3 separate regions of the Sus scrofa genome follow, and regions 2 and 3 are each linked to region 1. Evidence: chromatin contacts called from public HiChIP or PLAC-seq data. All regions are on one chromosome and are shown on one strand. The core of a region is the stretch at or near the end of the contact, and the rest is flanking DNA. Distances in the headings are between cores, read along the strand shown.

The links. HiChIP or PLAC-seq counts read pairs in DNA pulled down with a chosen protein or histone mark.
Region 2: a contact with region 1 is called in an H3K27ac HiChIP or PLAC-seq map of alveolar macrophages. The contact joins two enhancer-like sites. A contact is called at or near these places in 1 of 47 Hi-C or Micro-C datasets (embryonic fibroblasts) and 2 of 2 datasets of contacts at active chromatin or transcription factors (alveolar macrophages and skeletal muscle).
Region 3: an H3K27ac HiChIP or PLAC-seq map of alveolar macrophages shows a contact between it and region 1. The contact joins two enhancer-like sites. A contact is called at or near these places in 2 of 47 Hi-C or Micro-C datasets (embryonic fibroblasts and liver) and 1 of 2 datasets of contacts at active chromatin or transcription factors (alveolar macrophages).

The regions. Positions count from the first base shown.
Region 1 is chr1:107,469,117-107,474,115 of Sscrofa11.1, forward strand. All of the region lies in intron 2 of ZNF609 (zinc finger protein 609), which reads right to left. Among named protein-coding and RNA genes, the nearest start is that of ZNF609, 110 kb to the right of the region's middle. Within about 2 kb of position 3,400, at least 17 of the 83 cell types and tissues checked have an H3K27ac peak or open chromatin away from gene starts, as enhancers often do. A contact at or near this core is called in alveolar macrophages, where this site is marked.
Region 2 is chr1:107,536,881-107,541,831 of Sscrofa11.1, forward strand. The region is part of intron 2 of ZNF609 (zinc finger protein 609); the gene reads right to left. Among named protein-coding and RNA genes, the nearest start is that of ZNF609, 44 kb to the right of the region's middle. Within about 2 kb of position 2,286, at least 3 of the 83 cell types and tissues checked have an H3K27ac peak or open chromatin away from gene starts, as enhancers often do. A contact at or near this core is called in alveolar macrophages, where this site is marked.
Region 3 is chr1:107,342,465-107,346,910 of Sscrofa11.1, forward strand. It overlaps ZNF609 (zinc finger protein 609), which reads right to left. Exons shown (of 9, transcript XR_002344510.1): 7 at 3,936-4,111; 8 at 2,751-3,689; 9 at 1-2,444. Among named protein-coding and RNA genes, the nearest start is that of OAZ2, 19 kb to the left of the region's middle. Within about 2 kb of position 2,532, at least 8 of the 83 cell types and tissues checked have an H3K27ac peak or open chromatin away from gene starts, as enhancers often do. A contact at or near this core is called in alveolar macrophages, where this site is marked.

The sequences.
Region 1 (4,999 bases), core at 2,150-4,649:
ATGCCTAGTGACTTTCCTCCAGAGAGTACAAATGGAAAGGGAAGAGAAAAGAGAGTAACTTCACAGGGAAAAACATGACAAACCTTAGCCAGGTGATCAAGACCTACATCAACCATCATAAATCATGTTAATAATATGTATGGGGAGTTCCCATTGAGGCTCAACGGGTTAAGAACCCGACATAATCTCTATGAGGATGCAGCTTTCTTTGACTCCTGGCCTCACTCAGTGGGTTAAGGATCTGGTATTGCTATAAACTGCAGCACAGGTCACAGATTTGGCTCAGATGCAGTGCTGCTGCGAAATAGGCCTGCAGGTCCAACTCAACCCCTGGCCTGGGAACTTCCACATGCTGCAGGAGCAGCTGTATAAAGGAAAAAAATAGTATGTATGTTTAATATGATGAAAATGGCCCTTTATTTTTGTTGTTATCCTCCGAATAACCCATAACTTTAAGGTTTTTTTTTCCTTTTACTCTTTTTTTGGCTGCCCCGGAGTTTGGCATAGGGAGTTCCTGGGCCAGGGATCAGATCTGAGCTGTAGTTGTGACCTAAGCTGCAGCTTCAGCAACGCTGGATCCTAACCGACCATGCCAAGTCAGGGATGGAAGCTATTTCCCAGTGCTCCAAGGCACCGCCGATCCCATTGCGCCACAGTAGGAGCTCCCCCATAATCTTAGTTTTATCATGAGATACTAAGACAGACACCCATAGTGAGACCTCCTACATAATATTTGACCAGTACTGCTCAAAACTGTCGAAATCATCAAAAACAATGAAAAGTATAAGAAAATGCCACCACCAAGAAAAGCCTAAAGAGACAGGAAAACTAAACATAATGTGGTATCCTAGATGGGACTCTGGAACAGAAAAAGGAAAAGTTAATCTAAGTAGGAAACAGACTGTAATTTATAATAATAAATTAATATTGGTTCATTAATTGTAATAAGTGTATCATCTAATAATAAGGGATGTCATGTCATAACAGGGAAAACTAGGTGTGCGGATGCACAGGAATTCTCTAAACTACCTTCTCAACTTTTCTGTAAATCTAAAACTATTCTAAAGTAGTAAAGTCTATTAAAAAGAAGAAACTGGAGTTCCCTTCGTGACTCAGCAGTTAATGTAAATCCGAATAGCATCCATGAGGATGCAAGTTCAGTCCCTGGCCTCACTCAATGGGTTAAGGATCTGACATCGCCATAAGCTGTGATGTAGGTCACAGTCTCGGCTGGGATCCTGAGTTGCTATGGCTGTGGTATAGGCCGTTAGCTGTAGCTCCAATTCAACCCCTAGCCTGGGAATTTCCATATGCCGAGGGTGCAGCCTTAAAAAGCCAAAAAAAAAAGAAGAAGAAACAACAGCCCTGGTGCTAGGTTAGAATAAAGATGGGTGAAGGAATTTAATACATTAGAGTTCACAAAGAAACACACATTGCATACTTCCCTTATCTTAGGAAAAAACTTGGAACCTGTCTTCCAGGCACATAATTATCAGATTATAAATCCTGCTGTTTAAACATAAGTACATTTAAGTTTCAAAATAACTACATCTTTGTATAACAGAATCAAGCACCCTAACATATATACAGCTATCAACAACTATTGATGATCTGACAAGAGATCTGTGTGGGAGGGTGGCTGAAAGTCAAAAATTTAGACAGTAATTTCCATAGACTAACACTTGAAGGTAAAAATCAGATAAAAATATTTGGAATCTATTACATTCTAAGGCAGAACTAACTTAGAAAATTCAAATCAAATCAACAAATACTGGGAGTTCCCGTCATGGATCAGTGGTTAACAAATCTGACTAGGAACCATGAGACTGCTGGTTCGATCCCTGGCCTTGCTCAGTGGGTTAAGGATCCAGCGTTGCCATGAGCTGTGGTGTAGGTCGCAGACATGGCTCGGATCCTGCATTGCTGTGGCTCTGGCGTAGGCAGGCGGCTACAGCTCTGATTAGACCCCTAGCCTGGGAACCTCCCTATGCCTGGGGTACGGCCCTAGAAAAAGACCAAAGGGGAAAAAAAAAATTGAGTCTTAGCTATGTGTAAAGCATTATGCCTAGGCCAGTCCTCCAAGTGTGGTCTCCAGATTGGGAGCATCAGCATTTCCTGGAGACGTCTTAAAAATGCCAAATTGCCTCACCCCATATTTACTCATTCAGTATATCTCTGTTGGATTCAGTGTAGAAGTTTGTGTTTTAACATGCTCTCCAGGTGACTCTCATGCATGCTAAAGTTTGAGTATCACTGTGGTAGGCAGTGTGATCCCTCTGTGAATGTGGCAAATGCATACAGTGGTCTGGGATGCAGGTAAGTAGATGGAGACTTCATGTCTCACAGCAACCCACCTGCCACATGATTACCAAGCAGCACTACTAAAGAGCCCTCCTTTAGCAGAAGCTGAGTAGAAACACAATGGTTAGATCCTCTGAGGATCTTCTGGCAATTTCCAAGACAAGCAAAAAGGAACAGAAGTCAGAAGCAGGCTGAAAATGCTGGCCAGTAGGGAGACACACGTAATAGCAGGTGGAGTATATTCCATCAGTGACTCAAAACAGATTAAATGTTGCAATCCAGCCCTTTTGGCATTTCTAGGTTCTTGTTTTTCACAGAAACCTGGGGATTAGGTTTTGACTCCTCTGTACTTTGAGACTGCAGTTTCCATCTTGCTCTTGCCTATTAAAAATGAAAAGCAGTTTCTATATCTCCAACAAAAGCAATTCAGCAGAATTCATTTCTATATATTGTACTGCCAAATATAAGCTCCATTAATGAACAGCACAAGGGACTAAAGCTTGGCTTGGTAAAATGATTAGAGTGTCAGGAGAAATCTAGCTCTGCAAGCTGCTGCTTTTAGAAAAATGCTTTTAACTGCAGCCACAGGTCTCTCCCTCTTGCTTCAAAATCAGATGTTCACCCATCCCTAGAAGCAAGATGAAGACCTTAGAGACAGGGCTCTGACAGCAAACCACAAAGGCTGCAGACATATCTCATTTTAATTGCATCAGCAACTGTTAAGCAATTAATGAGAGAGAGAAAGAGGGAGGAAGCATCAGGGCAAAAAGAAAAGAGATTTGAGCAACCATGTGGAAATACTTCATCCTCACCCCAATAAGAGCAGGTTATTTATGGCAGCCGCACAGAGCATCAAATCCTTGCATCTGAACTCCCAGGCCACTTCCCAGGCAGCAATAAAGCTACATAGTCTACATTTCCTTTGCTTACAGTTTCAGGTCTCCCATATTCCTCCCTGTAGCCACCAAAAAAGATGAGGAGGGAGAAAGCCAACAGATCAAGTGGGTTATTCAGCTATTAAGTCCCTTGGGCAGATTCTATGCTTTGCACAATACTGGGATATGAGGATCAGCAAATACTAAATACTAACAGCAGTGATTCATCAGAAGCATGCACATACGAGGCCTTGGGCATGGTGAGGCAGAAACTCCATCAATAAACCCCTACAGTTGCCTTGTTTTTCAAGCTGTATCTTTATCCTATCACAGAAGAGAAAGGCAGTAAGATAAAAACTGCCAACAAAAACCTCTCAGAAAGTGAATTCTCAAATGTGGCCTTGGGTGCCAAAAGAAAAAAAAAAAAAAATCAGGATGAAAGAGAAACAAAAGCTCAGTCATTTAATACTAAGATTCCTGCTATCATCTGCTCAGTGAATAGGAAACCCTAAATTACATCAGTGAAGGTTGGTAGGATGGGGGAGGCAGTGAGGGTGAGAAAAATTAGATGGTCTTGACTAATTCATACAGGAAGTTCCTAAATAGAATAATGTTCAGATGCCCTCATTTCCCTGCACTATTCAATCATAAGGACAAGACGTCCTGGGTTTTCTGCAATAACCCTGATTGACAAATTCTAGCCCATTGTGTCTGGATTCGAGATTGCAAGGAAAATGATCATTATATATAGCCTATCCCAAAGTCCTTCACATAGATGTTGATAGAACATGATAAACCAATATATGCTGGCAAAATGCAATGCCAAATAGACAAGTCAAGTAGGCAGGAGACAGATTCCTAAGGCCAAGTTCCAAAAGTATCGAAAGTTGGACTTTAACTAACTTGGCCTACGCCTTCTCTACTACAGAATTACTTGTACTGCTTACTAAAAATACAGAAGATTATGATTCAATGAAAAGTAGTTCCCAGCTGACTGCTATTAAGAAAGAAAGAGAAAAAAATCAAACACCTTACAACTCCCTAGCAGATCTGGTTTCTGCCTACTTGCTCATCTCATAAATGACTCACTCCCTTCACTCTATTTTGTCATTCTACCAATATTTATTCAGCACCTTCTACAAGCTGACATTGATGTAGGCACTACAGATGCATAGAGGATTGCCATATAATGGTTGTTCAATTATATAGTATACAAGGGCTCCAGGGTGAGGAGGCAGGATGAGGCTGAAGTTCATCCTAAGCTGCCTGTCCTGGTGTGGGGTTGCAGCCTCTTAGGAGACTTTTTTTTTTCTAATTTGCTGAGAGAAGCCCCATGGCCTAAGAGAAGCCCTCGGTATAGCAACAAACAAATCAGACAAAAACCTCTGCCTGCATGGACCTCATAACCCACTGTGGAGGAAAGAGACAAAATCAAAACAAATTACATAGTACATGAGACATATTAGGGAGAAAAATAAAACACAAGAGGGGATAGAAAGTTTGTGCAGTCATGTAATTTCAGAGTATTCACTGAGAAGGTGACATTTCTATGTTTAGAACCTCACCAACACATTTCTCCTCCCCTTCAGGACTTTACCCTTGCCTTTCTCTCTGCCTAGAAAGCCTCCTGAGCACCCCAGCCTAATTTTTGAATGGCTAGCTTTTAATCTTTCAATTTCAGTCTAAATGGCACCTCCTCAAAGAGGCCTTCCCTGGCTGCTCTACTTAAAATAACTTCCTAATATCCCAGGCATTCCTAGCCAAATGAAGACTCAACTACATAGACTAGAGTTTGAATTCTATTTCCTGGTTTAACTTCTGGT
Region 2 (4,951 bases), core at 1,036-3,535, 67 kb after region 1:
TCTAAACGAAAGTCAGAAAAGGAAAGAAAGAGTAGATCAAAGAAGTTCCCAAAGGCACTGTGTCGAAGGAAAAGAGACTAGGCTGAGGATATTTACGTTGGAAGGGCAAGAATAGCTCTGCTCTTCAGTCTGTCTGTGGGATGGAAGGTTCTTGTTTAACTCAAGGGTAAGACCTAAGGTTAGCATATAGAAACAGCCTTATTTCTTCAGTGATCAAGGGAACCTAAAGAGAAGGAATTTGTGGGTATTGTGAGGAACAGGAACTGAAAAGCAAATGCTACAAAAGAATAATCATACTAGGCTGGATTCAATCCATGGACCTGTAAATTTCCACTACAGAGGATCTCAAGATTTTTTTCTGTCAGAAAATATTTTTGAACAGTAAACAGGCAACTGGATAATCTGTTTAAGATAATCAAATCAGAGCCCTTTGTGGCACAGTGGGTTAAGGATCCAGCGTGGTGACTGCAGTGGCTCAGGTTGCGGTTGTGACATGAATTCAATCCCTGGCCAGGGAACTTTCACATACCATGGATGCAGCCAAAAACAAAACAAAACCAAGAAACCTCCTTTAAAAAAAAATCAAATTTCAGTGACTGGCAAAAGAAAAAAAGAAAAAAGAAAGACCAATGTGAATGGTTTGGGCTTCAAAGTTATTCCATCCATTGAATATACACTCTAGAGGCAACCAAAGATGGCAGACTTGAACTGCCTGTTCACTTATCTGGCTTCCATTCCCATGTGTCTCCTCACAGTGTGAGCATTTTGTCAGAGTTACGATAATTCTAGTATTTACAAATACATATTTTTCATCAACACTGTACTTAAGCACAAGTCAGCTTTTACATTAGAACTTAACTGAAGAAAAAATTGTTTGTTTTAATGCTAAAACAAACCATTGTGTAGAATTTACAAAGCCAGTATAGCAATCTCCAGCATGGCATCACCTCAAGTAATTTTCAAGAGTACTTTTTTTTTTTTGTCTTTTTGCCTTTTCTAGGGCCACTCCCACAGCATATGGAGGTTCCCAGGCTAGGGGTCCAATCAGAGCTGCAGCCGCTGGCCTACGCCACAGGCACAGCAACTTGGGATCCGAGCCGAGTCTGCGACCTACACCATAGCTCACGGCAACGCCAGATCCTTAACCCACTGAGCAAGGCCAGGGGTCGAACCCGAAACCTCGTGTTTCCTAGTCGGATTCGTCAACCACTGCACCACAACGGGAACTCCTCAAGGGTACTTTTTGACCAAGTACTTCAAACCCTCACTGTAGAACCTGATCCTTGTAAGGGACGGAAATCGACAGGAGAGACATTAGAGGCAAATAAAAATAAAAGAATTTCTCAACCTGTTTCTGAAATTATAATAAGCAATCACATTCTCAATCTAAGCACATATGTATAAGCAAAGTGAAAAATGCCTTATGGCATATTTTATCAAAAACAGACACTCGACCAGATGTTTAGAAATCTGTATACTAATAGAATTAAGTTCTAGTCTAACAGGGTGTATATAAATGTGTAGTCACTTTATATGATGACTTCTTCCCCACATTTGCCAATTTTTTCTCCTCCTGTGCAGTAGTATATGCATATTCCAAAAATTACAAAGATCCATCTAAAGTACAGATTAATATAAATTTTGAGAGCATACTACATATATCAGTACTAAATACCTAATACATGTATCATGACTAAAAAACATGTCGTAAACTTTATTATATAGAAATTTAAGGTTATATAATTATAGTTCTGTTCCAAACACACCACTCCATAATGATTTTAACTATAAGTTTGCAGTATATTCAAGTATGCGTTCATCTCTGATAACAATTAGCATTCTAATTATAATTACTCTTCCTTGGCTAAGAGACTTAAAATCTCAGCAGAGAGATACTTTATACTCAAAAACATTTAATTCTCTTCCTGATTTCAAAGAAATAGTACATGTTTTGAAAAAAAAAGTAAATAACTTAGGGAACCTCTACTATTTCTGTGAAGTGATGTGCTCTTTTCTTAAAACAGCATGTTTAATTTGAATGTATCCAGAAGCAGGCTCAGAAGTAAGATCTTTATCAGATAACTGCATTATTTTGTTTTGGGGTGTCATGGATTTCTGTAAAATTAACACCAATTGTCTAACATAAGCACAGAAATACACTCACAAATCAAAGAGAAAAGAAGCTGCTTTTGGATTAGGGATAAATTTAGATTATCTAAGCCTGTCTTCTGTTCCCTTCCAATTTTTTTTTTCTTTTTTTTTAAGGGCCACACCCATGGCACATGGAAGTTTCCAGGCTAGAGGTCGAATTGGAGCTGCAGCTGCTGGCCTAGGCCACACCCAACACCAGACCCAAGCCACGTCTGTGACCTACATCACAGCTCGCAGCAACACCGGATCCTTAACCCTTTGATCAAGGCCAGGGATCAAACCCGAATCCTCATGGATATTAGTTGGGTTCATTACCGCTGAGCCACAATTCCTCTCTTCCAATTTAAGTATAAAAAATATCACCAGTTGCCTATATTTGGCAAAATATATCATGTTATAGGAATTCTGCTCACATTTGCCTTAAAAAATCTGGGACAACAATTTTAAAATGAATCAGTAACACTGATATGGATGTTCTACTTTAACAGCTATAACTATCAAAATTTTATTAATTAGTTCTCCTAATTAAGCAGATAATGAGAAGTCAGATTCATTATAGCTATATTCCTAAATGACTGATCCCTAACACAATGCAATGACTGAGCAATGAAAAAGGAGAGTTGGAGGAGACTCTTGAGCATGCTATAAGACACCTGAGGATCCTACGATCTCTAAAGTGCAGTGCATTGCTCTATCTGGAAACGGCAAAAAACAAGGACAGCTTTTAAAGCTTCCCTGGCTAAATGAGTAACAAGGATTTCCAAAGGATGTATAGTAAAACCAAAGTCCTTTCCACAACGGCAGTGGGTTTTTGTTTTGTTTTGTTTTGTTTTTTGTCATTTCTGGGCTGTTCCCGCAGCATATGGAGGTTCCCAGGCTAGGGGTCTAATCGGAGCTGTAGCTGCCAGCCTACGCCAGAGCCACAGCAACGCGGGATCTGAGCCACGTCTGCAACCTACACCACAGCTCACGGCAACACCGGATCGTTAACCCACTGAGCAAGGGCAGGGATCGAACCCGCAACCTCATGTTCCTAGTCGGATTCGTTAATCACTGCACCACGACGGGAACTCCAACGACAGTGGTTTTTAACTAAGAGGTACATTAAAAGAACTTGTTGAAGTTTTAAAAAATAAGTATATGTTTGGGGTTCCCAGCCCAAAATATTTCACTTTGGTAGGATGCTTTTACTTTGCAAAAGTTCCAGAAGGGATTGTGACATATGCCTCCAGTTGAGAAGCTTCAGCACAAGAGATTCTTCATCCTGAATGTTAATTTTTCTAACCTCATGCTACTTAGGTTGGTATATGATGAATACATATACCTCTTCCCTACAGTACTCTGTACCTTTCACTAAGGTTTGAGTCAGTGCAGTTAAGTACTTCTAAAGAAACATATCAACTAGGAAATAGCAACTCTGAGCTGAGTGGGCTTTTTTACAATAAAGAGAACCTATTACCGGGAGTTCTCTGGTGGTCTAGTGGTTAGGATTCAGAGCTTTCACTGCTGCAGCCTAGGTTCAATCCCTAGCCCAGGAACTGAGATCCCACATCAAGCCACTGCATGCCACAGCCAAAAAGAACCCACAAAAAACAAACAAACAGGAGTTCCCAGTGGAGCAGCGGAAACAATCTGACTAGGAACCATGAGGTTTCAGGTTTGATCCCTGGCCTCGCCCAGTGGGTTGGGGATCTGGTGTTGCCATGAGCTGTGGTGTAGGTCACAGACATGGCTTGGATCTGGCATTGCTGTGGCTGTGGTGTTGGCCGGCAGCTGTAACTCCAATTAGACCCCTACCCTGGGAACCTCCATACGCCACAAGTGCGGCCCTTAAAAAAAAGCAAACAAAAAACAAGGAAAATAAATAAAAAATTGAAGTGCTGAAAGAAAAGAAGAGAACCTATTACTAAACAAAAACAGAGGCCAAGAGAAGACATATAGATGGCCAACAGGTACATGAAAAGATGTTCAATATCATTAATCATCAGGGAAATGCAAAACAAATCCACAATAAGATATCACATCGCAGATGTTAAAATGGCTATTATTAAAAAGACAAGAGTTCCTGTCGTGGTGCAGCGGAAACGAATTCAATTAGGAACCATGAGGTTGTGGGTTTGATCCCTGGCCTTGCTTAGTGGGTTAAGGATCTAGGGTTCCCGTGAGCTGTGGTATAGGTCGAAGACAGGCTTGGATCCTGTGTGGCTATGGCTGTGGGGTAGGCCAGCAGTTGTAGTTCCAATTTGACCCCTAGCTTGGGAACTTCCATATGCCCAGGTACAGTCCTGAAAAGCAAAAAAAATTTTTAAATAAATAAAATAAAATAAAAAGACAAGAAATTGGAGCTCCCACTCTGGCAGAGTGGGTTAAGAATTCAACTGCCAGTGGCTTGGGTCTCTGCAGAGGCTCGGGTTTGATCACAGGCCTGGTGCAGTGAGTTAAAGGATCCAGCATTGCCACAGCTGCATCGAAGGTAGCAGTTGTGGCTCAGGATTCAATCCCAGGCCTGGGGAATTTCCATATGCCATGGGTGCAGCCATTAAAAAAAAAAAAGGATAAGCAATAACAAATGCGCAAGGGTGTGGAGAAAAGGGAACTTTTGGAGTTCCCGTCAGGGCGCAGTGGTTAACGAATCCGACTAGGAACCATGAGGTTGCGGGTTCGATCCCTGCCCTTGCTCAGTGGGTTAACGATCCGGCATCGCCGTGAGCTGTGGTGTAGGTTGCAGATGCGGCTCGGATCCCTCGCTGCTGTATGCTCTGGCGTAGGCCGGTGGCTATAGCTCCGATTAGACCCCTAG
Region 3 (4,446 bases), core at 1,282-3,781, 130 kb before region 1:
CGGGGAGGGAGGACTGGACCTGGCAAGGATCAGGGACCAGGAGGATCAGGAAAGGGCAGTGCCATTCTGCCACTGTTGCTTTCACCTGCTCTTCTGGGCAGCTCAGCTCCTGCTTTTCAAGGGAGACTTGGATATAAGGATCAAAGAACCAAATGTTTTTCAAGGGAAAATAGGAAAAAAAGAAAAAGCAGTTTCCTTCTGCAGAACCCAAGGGTCCCGCTAATACAGAAATTCCTCTTCTCTGTTACAGAACAAAGTGGAAAGGGCGGGAAAGCGGGGCCATGCCTGCCCAACAGAAAAGAAAATTACTCCAAACAGTTTCTTCACAATATGTACAGAGCACGCTGTAAGCCAGCGCCACAGATACAAAACACACAACGATATTTAAAAGCAAACAGGAACAGAGATGAGCCCTTGGCTGCACCCCACAGAAGCCTGGGAGGGCACAGTCAGGCTGAAATTCAGAGCCATCCTTCCAGGGGGGTGACTTGGGTAAGGTGGGGTGAGGGTGTCCACACCAACTGCTTCCACGGGTTAAGGGGACGTCATTGCTCAGGGGACTGCTTGCTGGGGCAGCAGGAGGCAGAAGGCATGATGGGGTGGGAGGGGCTGCCTGGGGCCTGCTAAGAGGTCTAAAACTGGGTTGTGGGGAGGGCTCAAAAGCCAACTTGAACAAAAACAAGGACGTGGAAACCTAGAGGAAAGGTCTGCAGGTCAGAGGGGCTCCCCTTGGGCAAGAGACCTCAAGCCTCTCTAGAGCAGGGCCCTGGGGTGCTTGGAAAGCAGCCTCTCCTGGGCATTGTGCTTACTGTCCTCCATCTCCATGCCCCAGACTGTCAGAGCCAAGTCCCTGCTCTTAAACGGTCCCTTTTGGCACTCTGGTGACAAACACCCGTCTCTAACCTAGGTTGGTGTCTGTCTGCATCTCAATCCAGAAGGTCAAGGAAAGACAGAAGAGGAGAAGGAGGACAAAGGGGATGGTACCTCAAAAGCAAATTAAGAGCTAAAGCTCCCCATACTTTGGGGAAGAAGTGACTCCAATAAAGCAACAAATCACTGCCACTTTCCCAGTACAAAGAGCATAAAGCTGGACTGGGAGTGCGTTTCTAAGGAGAGCGGAGAAACGTCTCTGCCTCAAAGCACAGCTCCTCTGAGTACCCTCTGGGGCTCCGAGGAGTAATGGCTTGCATGTGTTACCCCAGAATCTAAGGAACACATCACCTCCCACGGTCAGTGGCCCCTAAAACAAAAATGTGTGTAACAAAGAAACACAGCTTCTCTTGGCACACACAGGGGTATAGACTGAGCTATATGAAGTCATGTAGTTGTGTACAGGAAACTGGGCAGTACAGCTTTGTGGCGCTATGTGGGGAGGACACGCAGATGACTGCTTGGGCAGGACATCTCTAAGGAGGGCTGGGTGCTCCCAGGGCCTGCCTCCTGGCTTGCTCTCAGGTGACCGGGAGGCAGATCCAAAGCCCCCCACCCCCCGTGTGTGGGGGGGACTATTTTACCTGCCTGAGTCTTAAAGAGCCAAGCAGCGGAAAAGAAGAGGAGACATCAGCGTGGAGATCCCGTAGGAAAGGCACCAAGGGATCAGGAGAGAAAGAAGAAGAGGGCAAGGAATGGGGCTAAGCAGCAGCAGGACTTTGTGGGGATGCAGCTTCTAGTTCACAGACTCCCTTCGTGCTCCAGCTCCAGCTCTCGCCTGATACCCCTGGGGAGCCCTGTGCTGGTGTTGGGGCCCCAGCCCTCTGCCTAACAGCCCGAGGCCACGGTGGGCCAGATGCCTTAGTCTCCCTTTTCAGGCTGGGCTCTGAGCGTTTACATGTGCTCACATGAGTGGGGAGAAGTTTTCATGTTTGAAGACCTCTTTTTCACAACTGCAGAGAAAACATCCCCCAGTTTCTTTCCTGAGATTCTAATTCCTCCACGTGCTACCAGTTCCCAGGGCCCAAACTGCTGGGGAGATGCAGGGTCTGGCGATGGTGGTAATGATGGTGAGGGGTATGGCTGCTGTGCTGTCTTCAGACCTTACCCAGTGCTTGGGATCCCTCCCTGGGCAGGGGCGGGGGGCGGATGCGGGGTTACTGCTCTGGCAGCTGACCAGGGACTGGGGGAACAGAGTAGTGACTTCTCTGGGCTGAGGCCATGTTCCCCTAGTTGCTCCCAGTGCCTTCATCTCCACAGAGGCCACAGCAGTCATGACCGTGGCCAAGAGAATAAATATTTTTGCTAAGTACCAGCTCTCCAGCTCCTGAGGGAGGGTCAGGGAGTCCAGGGGTCTCGTGGAGGCGAGATAGCCAAGGGTCTGCCTTCAGTCATGGTGGGAACGGCAAACAGATGATCAACACCATTTAACTGATGTCTATATGGCACCTCCAGCACCTCCTTGGGTGAGCCAGTCCGGGCCCGTGAAGCTGACTATCCGGGCACTTGGTGTTCTGCAAGGGAAACATGGACAGATAACTAGGCACTCAGCCTGTAGTAAAACAACCACAAGGTGGAGCTCCAAGAAAATGAACTGTGGGGCAGGGCCAGTCCTGGTCTCCGGAGGAGACAGAAGCCTTCCACAGCTCCTCTCAGGGGCACTGCGCCTCAGGGGAGACCTGCACAAGAAGCTTGGCCAGGGTTCCACCATTTTCAGACCACTGAGCTCACAGAGCTATCCCTCACTGAGGGGTTCTGTGATCCAGGTAGCAACTTAACTCTGCTCTCTACATGTTGCCCCAAATTAAAAAGTTACTTACCATTCTCACCTCCGGGGGGGTGGGTAGAGTGAAGGGGTTGAGCCTTGCTGGCTGGCAACAATGGCTGTAGAGGAAAGCCCTGAGTGAGAAGGAGGATGTGTTAGTGGAGTGCTCCCAGAACCCTCCCCTTAAGCGTCCTCCCTTCTTGCCAGCTGGGTGGGTACTGGGTGTGTGTGGGGGGTAGTTTCTCCTTAAATTCCTAGCCCCACTGAGTTCTGGGGTGCTGACAGAAGAAAATCTGATACTTCGTCAGATATAGTGGCTGGGAATAGATAACGAGGCTCTATTTTTCAGTTGCTTGTTACGTTTTGGCTGTGAGAACACTTGCTCCTTATTCTGAATATCAAAGCCAATTTTCTGGAGGCATTGAGAATCCCCAAGCTCCAAAGGAGGAAATAAATGTCATGATTATTTTATTGATTGTCTGCAGGAGGCTAGGATTCTGGACAGATTAGAAGCTCAAAGGAAAAACAGGGGGGAAGATTCTTACCAGGGGCCCCCTGCTGTGAGCAATACTACTGGGATGCAGGAGAAAAGATAGGAGGTGAGGAGTTCTCTTGGGGCTCAGCAAGTTAATAAGTATCTGGCATTGTCAATGCAGTGGCTTAGCTTGCTGCTGTGGTGTGGGTTCAGTCTCTGGCCTGGGAACTTCCACATGCAATAGGTGTGGCCAAAAGAAGGAAAAAAAAAAAAAAAAAGGAAGCTGGGGAAATGAGGCTTACCTGCTGCATAGGGTAAGTTGTACTGTGCTGGGAGCAATGAGTACCCCAGGTGGTGGTGGTGGTGGTGTGTGGACATTAGGCGCTGAGAAGGCGAGGTGCGGGGCCGGTCAACACTCCTTTCACCCCCGCCTGCTCCCCCGACGCTGCTACAGCTGCCACCACCCCCAACCACCCCACAGCCTCCCCGATCTCTCTCCTGAGAATTTTTATCACTTATCTGGAAAGGAAAGCAGACACAATAGCACTGCTGTGAGACACACGCATGAAAGCAAGATGCCCAGAGCCCACATCACGACTCTAAAAATGTAGGACACCTAAGAATCAAGGAGGTGCCTGGGGGAGCTAATGTCAAGTCAACCAAACCGCACTGTGGTCAGGACCTAAATCTGCCCACCTTCTCCCAGACCCTGGATCTGGCCTTATTGGTCTTTGACAACAGCCAGTGTCACTGCACCTCCCTTACCGTAGGCGACTTGCTCTTGTAATGACTGGCATGCTGCTGCAAGATGTCCAGGGCTTTGGACTCTGAGCTGGATTTACAACTGACACTGGGGCTGGAGCGTGCTTTGTCAGCATCTTCACCCCCTGAGACCTTGCTGCCATATGGGGAGAAAGAATAGCTGGAAGGCAGGTAGGAACCTAGGGAGGAGAAATAAAGCAGTCAAAGAGATGGACAAGGCAGAAGAAACTCTGCTTCAGTGAACCTGGTTGGGGGCATCAGCTTTCGTAGGCACAGGCTGAGCTATATTGTACCATGTGTCTGCAGGCTGAGACTCTTAGTGTGTCCTTCCTCCACTGAGCTTTAGAGGTAAACAGCTAAGGGGTATTAGAAATGTGGCCCTCAGTTTCTGGGGAATCAACTTCCTCAGAGCCCTAATCTCAGATTCATCTTGGAGAAGTGATACAGACATAGAATTTGAAAGATCGCTGGATTTGGAGGCAGATGTTTTGGGGCTCAAATCCTACATCTGAGA